3 separate regions of the Anser cygnoides genome follow, and all the other regions are linked to region 3. Evidence: chromatin contacts called from public Hi-C data. All regions are on one chromosome and are shown on one strand. Each heading gives the region's core, a stretch centred on a gene start, on an enhancer-like site or on the middle of the called end of the contact. The rest is flanking DNA. Distances are from core to core; before and after follow the strand shown. Region 1 holds the start of ERI1 (exoribonuclease 1). Region 2 overlaps FAM13A (family with sequence similarity 13 member A). Region 3 holds the start of LOC106046070 (probable E3 ubiquitin-protein ligase HERC3).

Region 1 (3,212 bases), core at 676-3,175, 140 kb before region 3:
CCCCGCTGGGTATGCGAGTGGTGCTGGGAGCAGCTCTGCATTGATGTGAGATGCTCCCTGTGCAGCCAGGGCATGGGGCCAGGTGGAGTCCCGTTGTCCCCGCACCCTGCCAACAACACTGGCTTTCAAACCTGCTTTGCTGGTTGCAAACACCAGAGCAATAGGGATATCTGCTCTTCCTTGTTGTACAGAAAGCACATATTGGTTGGTCAAGACAAGCAGTGTCTTTAAAAAACAAAAGAAAAAAAAAGTAGGGATCTCAAAAGGACTTTGGAGCATATGTGTCACTGCCAAGCCCCCAGGAGCCTTTGTTATGCTCTCCTGCAGGCTTCTGGCAGTAGGTTTGACTGCAAATGCTCAGAAACGTTTTTTGGCTTCCTCAGTAAATGTGCCCAGGCCTGCCTGGAGGTGGGGCCTGGCTGATGCTACCGGGAAACGATGCTGTTACTTCTGCTGGTGGCTAATGCAGCAAAACCGTTTGGGTGAGCTTTCTATCTGGGTGGCTTTCCTTACAGCCGTAGGTTGACAAGTGCATTTTACTCTCTTTCACATTCTTTTGCAGGTTTCAGTTGTTTCCACTCACACACGTGCTCTTGTAATCACCAAGATTTGTGTGCCCGTAGGGTCTGGCCAGGATCAGAGTGGATGAGGGATGCCAGCCAACATGACCCTCCCTAGGATTCTGGGACTCCCCTTTATAGCTGACAGTGAACTAGTGTTTGGACAAGCCTTTTGTACCCGTCAGGATCGTTGGCTCTTACAGGGTGGCCATATGCACAGGGTCTGGCCAACATCAGTCCCCATCAGACTGATGCCTAGCTTCTGCTCTGGCTGGATCTCCTTGTGAGTTTCTCCTGTCCATGCACCAGGCTGCAGGTTCAGGCATTGCATCAGGGCTGCTGGGTTTCTTCACCACATCCCTGTTCCTGAATTGAGCCAGAGCTTTTAGAAGCATTGCTAGCAAATAACTCGTGAAATCATCAAGAGATTTGGAGTTGAGCTGACAACCTGACCTGTTTCAATGAATCTATGAGCACGGAGTCCCTTGTTTGGTTTAATATCTTTGTACTATTGCCCACTCCAACAAGGCATTGAGTCAGCAATGTGCCACTAAAGCGGCTAACGGTACTCTGGGCTGCATTAGGCAATCTGTTGCCAGCAGGTCAAGAGAGGTGATGTATCCACTCTGCTGAGCATTGGTGAGGCTGCATCTGGGGTGCCTAGTCCAGTTTGGGCCCCGCAGTACAGGACAGATACGGGGTTGCTGGAAAGAGTCTGGTGTAGGGCCACAAAGATGATGAAGGGACTGGAGCACATCTTCTATGGGGAAAGGCTGAGGGAGCCGGGGCTGTTCAGCCTGGAGAAAAGGAGGCTCTGGGGGGATCTTGTCACCATCAATACCTAAAGGGAGGGCGCAAAGAGGACAGGGCCAGGCTCTTTTAGGTGGTGCCTAGTGCCGGAACAAGAGCCGGTGGGCACGAACTGGAGCACAGGGGGTTCTGTCTGAACAGCAGGAAGGATTTCTGTGACGTGTGGGTGACGGTGCACTGCAACACCTTGCCCAGAGAAGCTGTGGAGATCTTCAAGATCCTCCTTGGAGATCTTCAAAAGCCACCTGGGATGTGGTCCTGGGCAACCTGATAGAGGTGAGCCTGCCTGAGCAGGGAGGTTGGGCTAGGTGACACCCAGAGGTCCCTTCCAACCTCAACCATCCGGTAATCCTGTGAAGAAACTTCTGGGGAAGCTTTTTATCTCTTGGGTTTAGGGCATGCCACGTTTGTGAGGCCAGCAGGTCGCGTTGTTACCGCGTTGCTACCGCTCGGAGCACCAAGGCGAAGGGCCGGCGGCACCCCACAGCCTGACAGGATTTGAGGCCGCCCCCGCTCCCCTCAGGGGCTGGCAGACGGGAGCGGGGCCGCGCCTCACCCGCTCTCCCCGCCCCGGGGGCGGCCCCGCCGCTCCGCCCGCCTCCCCGGGCACTGCCGCCGCCGCCGCCGCCATGGAGGAGCAGCAGGAGGAGCAGAAGGAGAACCGCCCGCAGCCCGCCCGCCCGCAGCCGCCGCCCGCCGCCCGCCCGCCGGTGAGCCCCGGGCCGGGGGGACGGGGCCGGGGCCGGGGCCGGTCGGGGCGGGCGGTGCGGCCGCTGCCGCCACCCAACATGGCGCATGCGCGGAGCCCGCCCCGCCGCGCTGCCGTTGTGGTGATTCGGGCGCCCGGCCGGCAGGCCTCAATGTTAATATTTTTTTTTTTTTACCTCTCTATAAGCTAGTTAAGCACTCGGTTTGGTCACGAGTGGAACGGTGCGGTGTTTTAATGTGTTTACATACCAAAACTATGCATAAAATCCACCATCCGTTTTGACTTTCAGATCTTTTTTTCCTCCCAGGGCAAGCAGCACAGCGGGGTGGGCGATCAAGGAACTAAGGGGAAAAGCCCAGCTTCCAGTCAGAGTGACTTCAGCGACCCCGTGTACAAGGAAATCGCCATGACCAATGGCTACATCAACAGAATGACCCGAGACGAGCTTAGAAGTAAACTTGCAGAGTTCAAACTTGAAACCAGGTCAGGCCAAGTCTCAGCCCTTCTGATTTACCCTTGAGCATGATTATTTTAAGGTTTAAACACGCGCCACAAAGTGAAAAGGAGACATGCCATCAACCCCTAGGTGTTCTATGTGCGGTCTCGATGGAGCTTTTCTTGTAGGGTTAGCGGATGTGATACTGCTTAACGTGGTCTCAGATGTGCCTCAACTGGTAATGCAGACATGAAGAAATGTGTAACTAAGTCACACCTCGCCACGTGTTTGTACAAGGGGGAAAGGCAGGTCTGGAGAACGGCATGGGTTCTCGGGCGGCACTGCAAACCTGGAGCGGTGAGAAGCCCACTTCAAAAAAAAATCTTATTTACCAGTATGGCTGTGATGTTGGCTAAAACCTCTGTCGTGGTAGGTCTGGGAATGTCATCGATGCAGAGAACAGTTAGGCTTAGGTGGGCTGCTTGCTAATCTGACAGGGTGTGAGAGAATACTGGGAGTAGGTGAATGTACGGTAAGCTGAGCTTGTGCTCAGGGAGGAGGAAGAGGAAGGGGCTAGGCTTACAGAGAGTGGTTCCTGCTGCATAGGAAATACGGAAGTCAGCTGGGAAAAACAAAGTGTGTTTCTGTTGGCAACAGTAATAAGGGAGTAGCGGTGGTATTTGGGAGTCAGCAAAGT
Region 2 (3,427 bases), core at 97-2,596, 200 kb after region 3:
GCACGGCCCATTTTGCTTGGGCAGGCACAGCCCTGTTCTCCAGCAAAACTGCAGCCACAGAACAGATTGCAGTGGACAATTTTGACCCCAGGATCCCCTGCGAAAAGCAACGTTCATATTTGTCAAGCACTCTGAGGAGACCAGTCAACACAAAGATCATTACCAGTGTGTCCCTAGCCTGTACTTGCTACACATCTCCAATCAACACCATTTACAGATGGAGGCCCTTCTCAACTCCCAGTGTCACTGCGCTTCTTCAAGGGTAGAGAGAGGAGGTCAGGACGCAGCAGACTGTCCATAGGATACGCTACGTGATGTTTTCTGGAACTGCATAGTCTTGGAATTACTCTGAATATTTATATAAACAGCATTGCGTCAGGATTTAGGGGCAGCATGCACATTTCACACTGCTGTTGCACAGGCTTCTGGTAGCATGCCAAACCAGCTGTGTGGACTTCCTGAACTACCAACGTATCACATTTCTCTTTTTCAATAAAGGGCAGATCATTTACTCTTTGGTTTGGTAATGTGGACTATACCCTGCTTTAAAAAGGATTACAATCTCAGGTAAGATTTGTAGTTTTCACTCCAGCTATTTTTAACTGGGGGAATCACTCCCTAACATTTTTTATAGGAAGGAAAGTAATTGTGTATTATTCTCAGGCCAAACTTTTAGCTGATTTAAAAGATGCTGATACCAAACCCTGAAAATATTCCAAAGGAATTCTAAAATAATTACAAAGCTTCAACAGGAGGGAATACAGAGGTTGTAACAGAGTTTGTAACTGCCTTCACTGTAGACATAGAGTGAAGTGGCTCCAGATTCAAAGTTATTTTTTAATAACCTGTTGGCTCAGAAACACCTTGACCTACTTTCTTCATAGTTTACAAAAAGAACACTCAGGCATGCTTGCTGTTGGTACCATTTTGCAACAAATACCCTTGCACATACTTTGATAAGTGAATAGATAATTCTGCCAATCCTGCACAGTTGGTTGATCATTTAACTGTAAACACAGTCTCATCTACCACTGAAACTAATCTGAACCCTACGAAAGTAATCAGTGCCTTTCAGAGCAATTTATGATACATTTTCCAGCACATGAAAAAAAACAACTGATTTTTCTTCAAACTTAACCAAAACCTTCCCCTTGCCATAACAGCTAACCCTAATAAAAAATATAATGGAACTAGAACTAGAGATTATTGTACAATACATGCAAACTTAACTGTAAAGGTACATCACAGCTAAACAGACTTTTGGAGAACCAGGTTTGTGATTTACACCAGTAACTTTTTTTTGAAACAACAAAGCTTGGTGGCTAAGTCTGCTAAGTATGGATATGTATCTCATTTCCATAGAAATCACTGGGGGAATTTTCTATTTCCTGTGGGAAGCAAGAATGAATGAGACTTTCCACAAACAGCACAGTTCACAAAGTACATCAATAGTTTCTGGCGCAATACAGTGATATGACCTTTGTGGGACAGGGATGCAGAACAGGGAACGTGCAACTTATACAAAATTTCCACTTAAAGTGATTTAAGTGAAGGAACATAATCAAATGCATCTCATGAGTCAGACATGGTTAAATCTAAGAGATCCAAAAGAAAGCACAGCTATGACCAAAAAAATTTAAAAAAGGGACTTTCTGAAACAACGGCACCTTCCTACCCAGCACTTCCTGAACCCTGTCCTTGGGCCCCAGACAACTTTACTAAATGATATTTTACAGAGAAAGGTATTTTACACAGCCCACATACAACCTGTTTATTACTTTATTGACTGCACTTAGGGAAAGGCAGAGTTCTTCTCCAGCACACCCTTAACAGTCTGTAGAGCCCCAGACAGGAAAGGAAGAGAAAACATGGTTGTGTTCTCCCTGCTCCAGGCAATAACTAAACTTCATCTCCACTGCAGGCCAAAAAAAGTGGGAGGAAAACCTGAGGACAACAGTGTGAAAACTTTGCACTGTCTTCCACTGGGGATCTGTTCAGAGGATGTTCCTCTACATCGTTCCTCCTCTACATGTATCCTATTTGCCTGCTTTACTGTAAAGAGCATATCTCTAGTAACATGTACCCACTCACTTCGCAGCTTCTTAGGAAGACAGCAATAAGAGGCATCAACTGCCTGCAGCAAAAGAACTCCCACTGCCCCAAATGGTCCAGGAACAGGGCCAACCACCGTCTAGTCTGCATAACAATACGGACTAATACGGATGGATTAGATCAACAAATCATTTAGGCAAACAGCTGTGCAAGTTTCAACTTTCTAAAGCTGAAGTGATGTTCTTCCTTACAGATTATCTACTACTTAAAGGTTAAAAAAACATGCTATGATTGGTACATTCTATGCTATGATTGGTAAAGTCTGTTGTTACTTGCAAACTGGCTTGTTTCTAATGGTCAATCACATCCCTCAGTGAGAACTGGAAATTTAGACAATATGTGCTTTGGGGCTCAGTGGATAATAAACGTGATTAGCAGATGACGTTGTTATAATATTTCAGAGTCCATTAGAACGAAATTCCAAGTAATCACCCTAGCAAAACAGAAGCAAACCTGTGTCCTAGAGAGACTGCAGTTATTGTCTACAAGCTTGCTCTAACAAACCAATTGATAATTTCAGTTTATATTTTGCAGATATAACTGGATTGGAAAAGCATAAATAGTCCAGATTTTACCAAATATGCAAGAAACAGTTTTCTCTCTTTTCTAACGCCATTGTGATTTCTGCCAAGACTCAGAGTTGCACATCTGGGAGACGCCTGGGAGCAGATTAAAGCTAAAGTCAAAGGAAATACAGAACAAAGTATGTAAGCTAAGAAACAGAGAGTACTGCTTATGATGTCTGCATAAAATTCTCCCGAAAGAAAGCACACTGAAGGATGGAAATTTTTACCTCTCACTTACCCTGGTAAAGCTGAATGAACTTGGGCTGTAAGGCAGAGCTGATAATCCCATCTGGCAACTCTCTCAAAAATAATTTCAGAAGACTGGCTGCTGAGTACACATCGCCATCTTTAACTAGCTCCACCTCTTCTCCACGCTCGTACTGCAGACGCAACTGTTCCACCATTTTCATGCTGCCGTTTACCCTGAAGAGACCTTCTTGGGTCATACCTATAATTATGTATTACACGTGAGGATGGTCTGAACTAAGACAGTATTGATATGATAAAACAGATATTCTAGTGTGAATAATACACTACCATCAATACAAAGGAGGACAATTAATACTATGCAGTTTAAAAAGATATTATTTTTCCCCTAGAAGCTCCAATGGTCAAGTATTGGGTTATGATAACTTAACAAATACTGCTGACTAGATCTTGAGGCCTGGGATACTCTACAAAAACCCACAACACCCTTTGGCATTGCTGTAACATGCAAATATCTCACACCATGCAGAAATCAATTGAGA
Region 3 (3,272 bases), core at 720-3,219:
AATGGAAGAAGTTTTCATTCCTTATCTTTCTCCATTTATGACATAAACTCAAAATATGTAACTTGCTGGGGCACATTGTTTCCTGATATAAGTCTTGTGACTTTAATGTGTTGCACAGTGGTTAAATTTGGTGGTAGACTGGTGATTGCTTTCTTCTTCACACCTTTCTTCACTATTCAGTATGTAGCTTTCGTTGTGGTGATGTCAGATAGGGTCATACCATTCTAAAGCACCGGTAAACCTTTCTTCCCCTTGGGAAACTATACATGCTCGGTGAGAGGATTTTATTTTGTGGGAATGTCGATCTGCTTGAGGCTACGTAGGAAGGCTCTGCAAAGGGATCTGGATAGGCTGGATGGATGGGCCGAGGCCAAGTGTATGAGGTTCAACAAGGCCAAGTGCCGGGTCCTGCGCTGGGAGCACAGCACCCCCACGTAATGCTGTGGGAAGAGTGCTGGAAAGCTGCCTGTCGGAAAAGGACCTGGGGATGTTGATCAGTAGCCAGCTGAATATCAGACAGCAGTGCGCTGGCTACTATGGGCGGATGGCCAGGAAGACCAACAGCTTCTTGGCTTGTATCAGAAATAGTGTGGCCAGCAGGCCCAGGGAAGTGATTGTCCCCCTGTACTCAGCTCTGGCTCTTGCTTGCACCTCACTCTGTGTTCAGCTTTGGGCCCCTCACTGCAAGAAAGCTATTGAGGTGCTGGAGCATGTCCAAAGAAGGACTGTGAAGCATGGTTTAGTGGTAGACTTGGGAGTAGGAACTGATGGTATTAGAGGTCTTTTCCAAACTTAATGATTCTATGATTCTGTGATTCCTGTGCCTCTTCTTGTAGCAACTTTCTTCCTTTGGGAGGACTCGTTAGCTCATGCTTTGGTGCAGAGGGACCTCCAGTGTCCCTTTGCGGCAGATGCTTTGGCCTCACAGGCCATAGCTTGCTATTTCTTTGTCAAAAGACCTTCCTATGTATCATGGAAGGAGATGAGGTCCCCGCAGTGTTGCAGGCAACAGGCTGGGAAAGACACGTGCTGTTTGCTCCCCTGTGGGGAGAAGGCAAGCCCAATTGTGGGACTGCTTTTGCTCAAGGACCCAGGTGTACTTGGACGATGGGGAACTGCGGTGTGTACCGTGAGTGACTTTCACCTTCGTGGATGTAGCTCCAAAAGGAAAGAAAGAGCTTTAGTGACTGTCCTTTTCCTCTCCTCCCCTCAAGTCTCTTCATTCGTGTGCCTCTGCCTGGAGCTCCTTTGCTGTCTTTGGAGGACAGATTATCTCATCTTTTGGTGCAGAGGGACTTCACTGTGCTTTTGCGGTTCGTGCTTTGGTGTCCCAAGCCTCACAGTACTGCCCTGGTTAATGCTGAGTGCTGCAGGACCTGGGTTGGGCCCTGCCCTGGACAGCATCGCCCCAGTCCTGTCAATGGTCTATGTCCTATGTCTCCACCCTGTCGTTATTTTTCACCATATTGACTCTCTGTGCCTTTTTGTTCACTCCATTCTGCTTCATTTAAATGTATCATATTAAACACTTCTGTTGTCTCAGTAATTATTTTTTTCTGCAGCATTTCACTCAACGCCAGTAAGAATCTGTAAAATCACGTCCTTAGTGCTACTTTCACAGCATGCCTTACCCCTGCTATGCTCCCCGTCTGTGCTCAGCATTCAGCAGCAATGATTTTTTTTAAGCATTCAGTTCACCAGTTAAAGGTATTGGGAATACAATGAAGATGCTCTTATGTCTTTCCATGCATTTGATCCCTAACACGGGTATCATTTATTGTACAAGGTGGCCCTGCGCGTGTTCTCCTTTAGAGGCAGGGGGAGATTTAGCAGACAGCAGGAGAGAATATGTGAGAATGGAAACCCTTTCGAGCACAGATCCCCGTTTCCCAGCTCAGCGCCTCCAAGCGTCAGCATCCCGGGAACCTCCCCAGCTGCTGGAGCTCCCGGGTTTCGCTTTCGGTTTCGTTTCCCGGCCGGGCCGGGGCTGGCTGGGGCGGGGAGCAGGCATAAAGGAGCTGCCTCGGGCTCAGCCTAGCGGTAGCAGGCTGCTTGCTGGCACGGCATGGCCGGGGGAAGGAAAAAGCAGCGGCAGCGGCAGCGGCAGCGGGCCGGAGAGCAGAAGCGCAGCCCCCAGCAGCGGCCGAAGGCAGCGGGAGGTGCGGGGGGGAACCGGCGGCGTACCGGGGGTGGGGGGGTCGGGGACCCCGCCGGGAGCCAGGGGTTGGGGAGGAGACGGGGGTGATGGGGAGAGATGCCCCTGCCTGACTGCACGCTGTGGTTAAGCTGGGGAGGTGAGAAAGGTGGGCGGTGGGGCAGCCAAGGTGTGAATTTTACTGCTTCTCCAGTGTCTTGTAAAACATCTGACTTCGAGACAACCTGTGCCCAAGCGTGTGACAAATCTAGGGCAGTCAGATAACTCAGCAAGAGCCTTTTTTCCCCAGGACACTCTCCACAGCCGTGCAAAAGTAAGTGTACTTCTGCTGACGTGTCAGTGATTGTTTTCAGAGCCTGTATCTGAGAGATGGCGAAATGTCTTCTAGTGACAGCCAGGAGAGTGGCTGGTGGACAACAAAGTAGTGCACAGGACACTGAAGCTCTGAGTGACCTGAGAAAATATTGCCTAAGCTTGCTGCACTTCTTCCCAAGGAGCAGAAAATCTCAGTGAAAGCAGTAGCACACAGAGATACTGGGGAGGGAGCAGAGATGGTTAAGGTGCCTGCTTCCTGCCATGTCTGTCTTTATTTGTTCTGTAGAAGATGTGCAGTTGCAGAGAAAGGAGGGGGTGAAATGTTCAAACTGTGATGAAACACATACGCTCCTTCTCTCCTGTGATGGGAAGCTTTCCGAACACTGGGCTACGTCTTCGGATAACTGCTTTAAGCCAAGGTAAGAAGCTTTTGCAGGGTGAAGGTATGTATTGCAATGGTCAGAGAACGTCCTCCTTTTCCTAAAGGTAACATTCAAGAAACTCAGGCATGCTCTTACTGTAAAAAGGAAACAAGAACACTTGCATTCCTAAAACTCAAAACTTTCTCTTCTTTTTTAACCAGCAAGAAATGTTCTGATTTTGAGGGTAACACTAAGATCTGAGCTGTTTGAGATACTGACGGTACAGGTTCCTCTCAAAACTTAGTAAGGATAAGTAGATTTACCAGTTTGCAAATGACATGCAAACTACATGTGGCTTAGGAAAGCTGTGTGTGAAAGACCCAGGCCCACATAAACCTTGCCACCTTCTGATTAATCTGTGAGGGTAACCAGCATCTACA

The links. Hi-C and Micro-C count contacts between places; a contact is called where the count stands out from the background.
Region 1: a contact with region 3 is called in a Hi-C map of liver, with 4 times the contacts expected there. The contact joins the promoter of ERI1 here to the promoter of LOC106046070 in region 3. A contact is called at or near these places in 4 of 7 Hi-C or Micro-C datasets (fetal liver, granulosa cells and liver).
Region 2: a Hi-C map of liver shows a contact between it and region 3, with 4 times the contacts expected there. The contact joins the enhancer-like site here to the promoter of LOC106046070 in region 3. A contact is called at or near these places in 2 of 7 Hi-C or Micro-C datasets (both in liver).

The regions. Positions count from the first base shown.
Region 1 is chr4:68,679,147-68,682,358 of Taihu_goose_T2T_genome, forward strand. It overlaps ERI1 (exoribonuclease 1), which reads left to right and starts at 1,926. Exons shown (of 7, transcript XM_066996347.1): 1 at 1,926-2,080; 2 at 2,387-2,562. The coding sequence starts at 2,000.
Region 2 is chr4:69,016,380-69,019,806 of Taihu_goose_T2T_genome, forward strand. FAM13A (family with sequence similarity 13 member A) reads right to left here. Exons shown (of 21, transcript XM_048052161.2): 3 at 2,917-3,126. Among named protein-coding and RNA genes, the nearest start is that of FAM13A, 7.1 kb to the right of the region's middle. Within about 2 kb of position 1,347, at least 2 of the 3 cell types and tissues checked have open chromatin away from gene starts, as enhancers often do. A contact at or near this core is called in liver, where this site is marked.
Region 3 is chr4:68,815,296-68,818,567 of Taihu_goose_T2T_genome, forward strand. LOC106046070 (probable E3 ubiquitin-protein ligase HERC3) reads left to right here and starts at 1,970. Exons shown (of 23, transcript XM_048052142.2): 1 at 1,970-2,159; 2 at 2,757-2,889. The coding sequence starts at 2,066. It overlaps LOC136790750, which reads right to left and starts at 285. Exons shown (of 2, transcript XM_066996355.1): 1 at 1-285.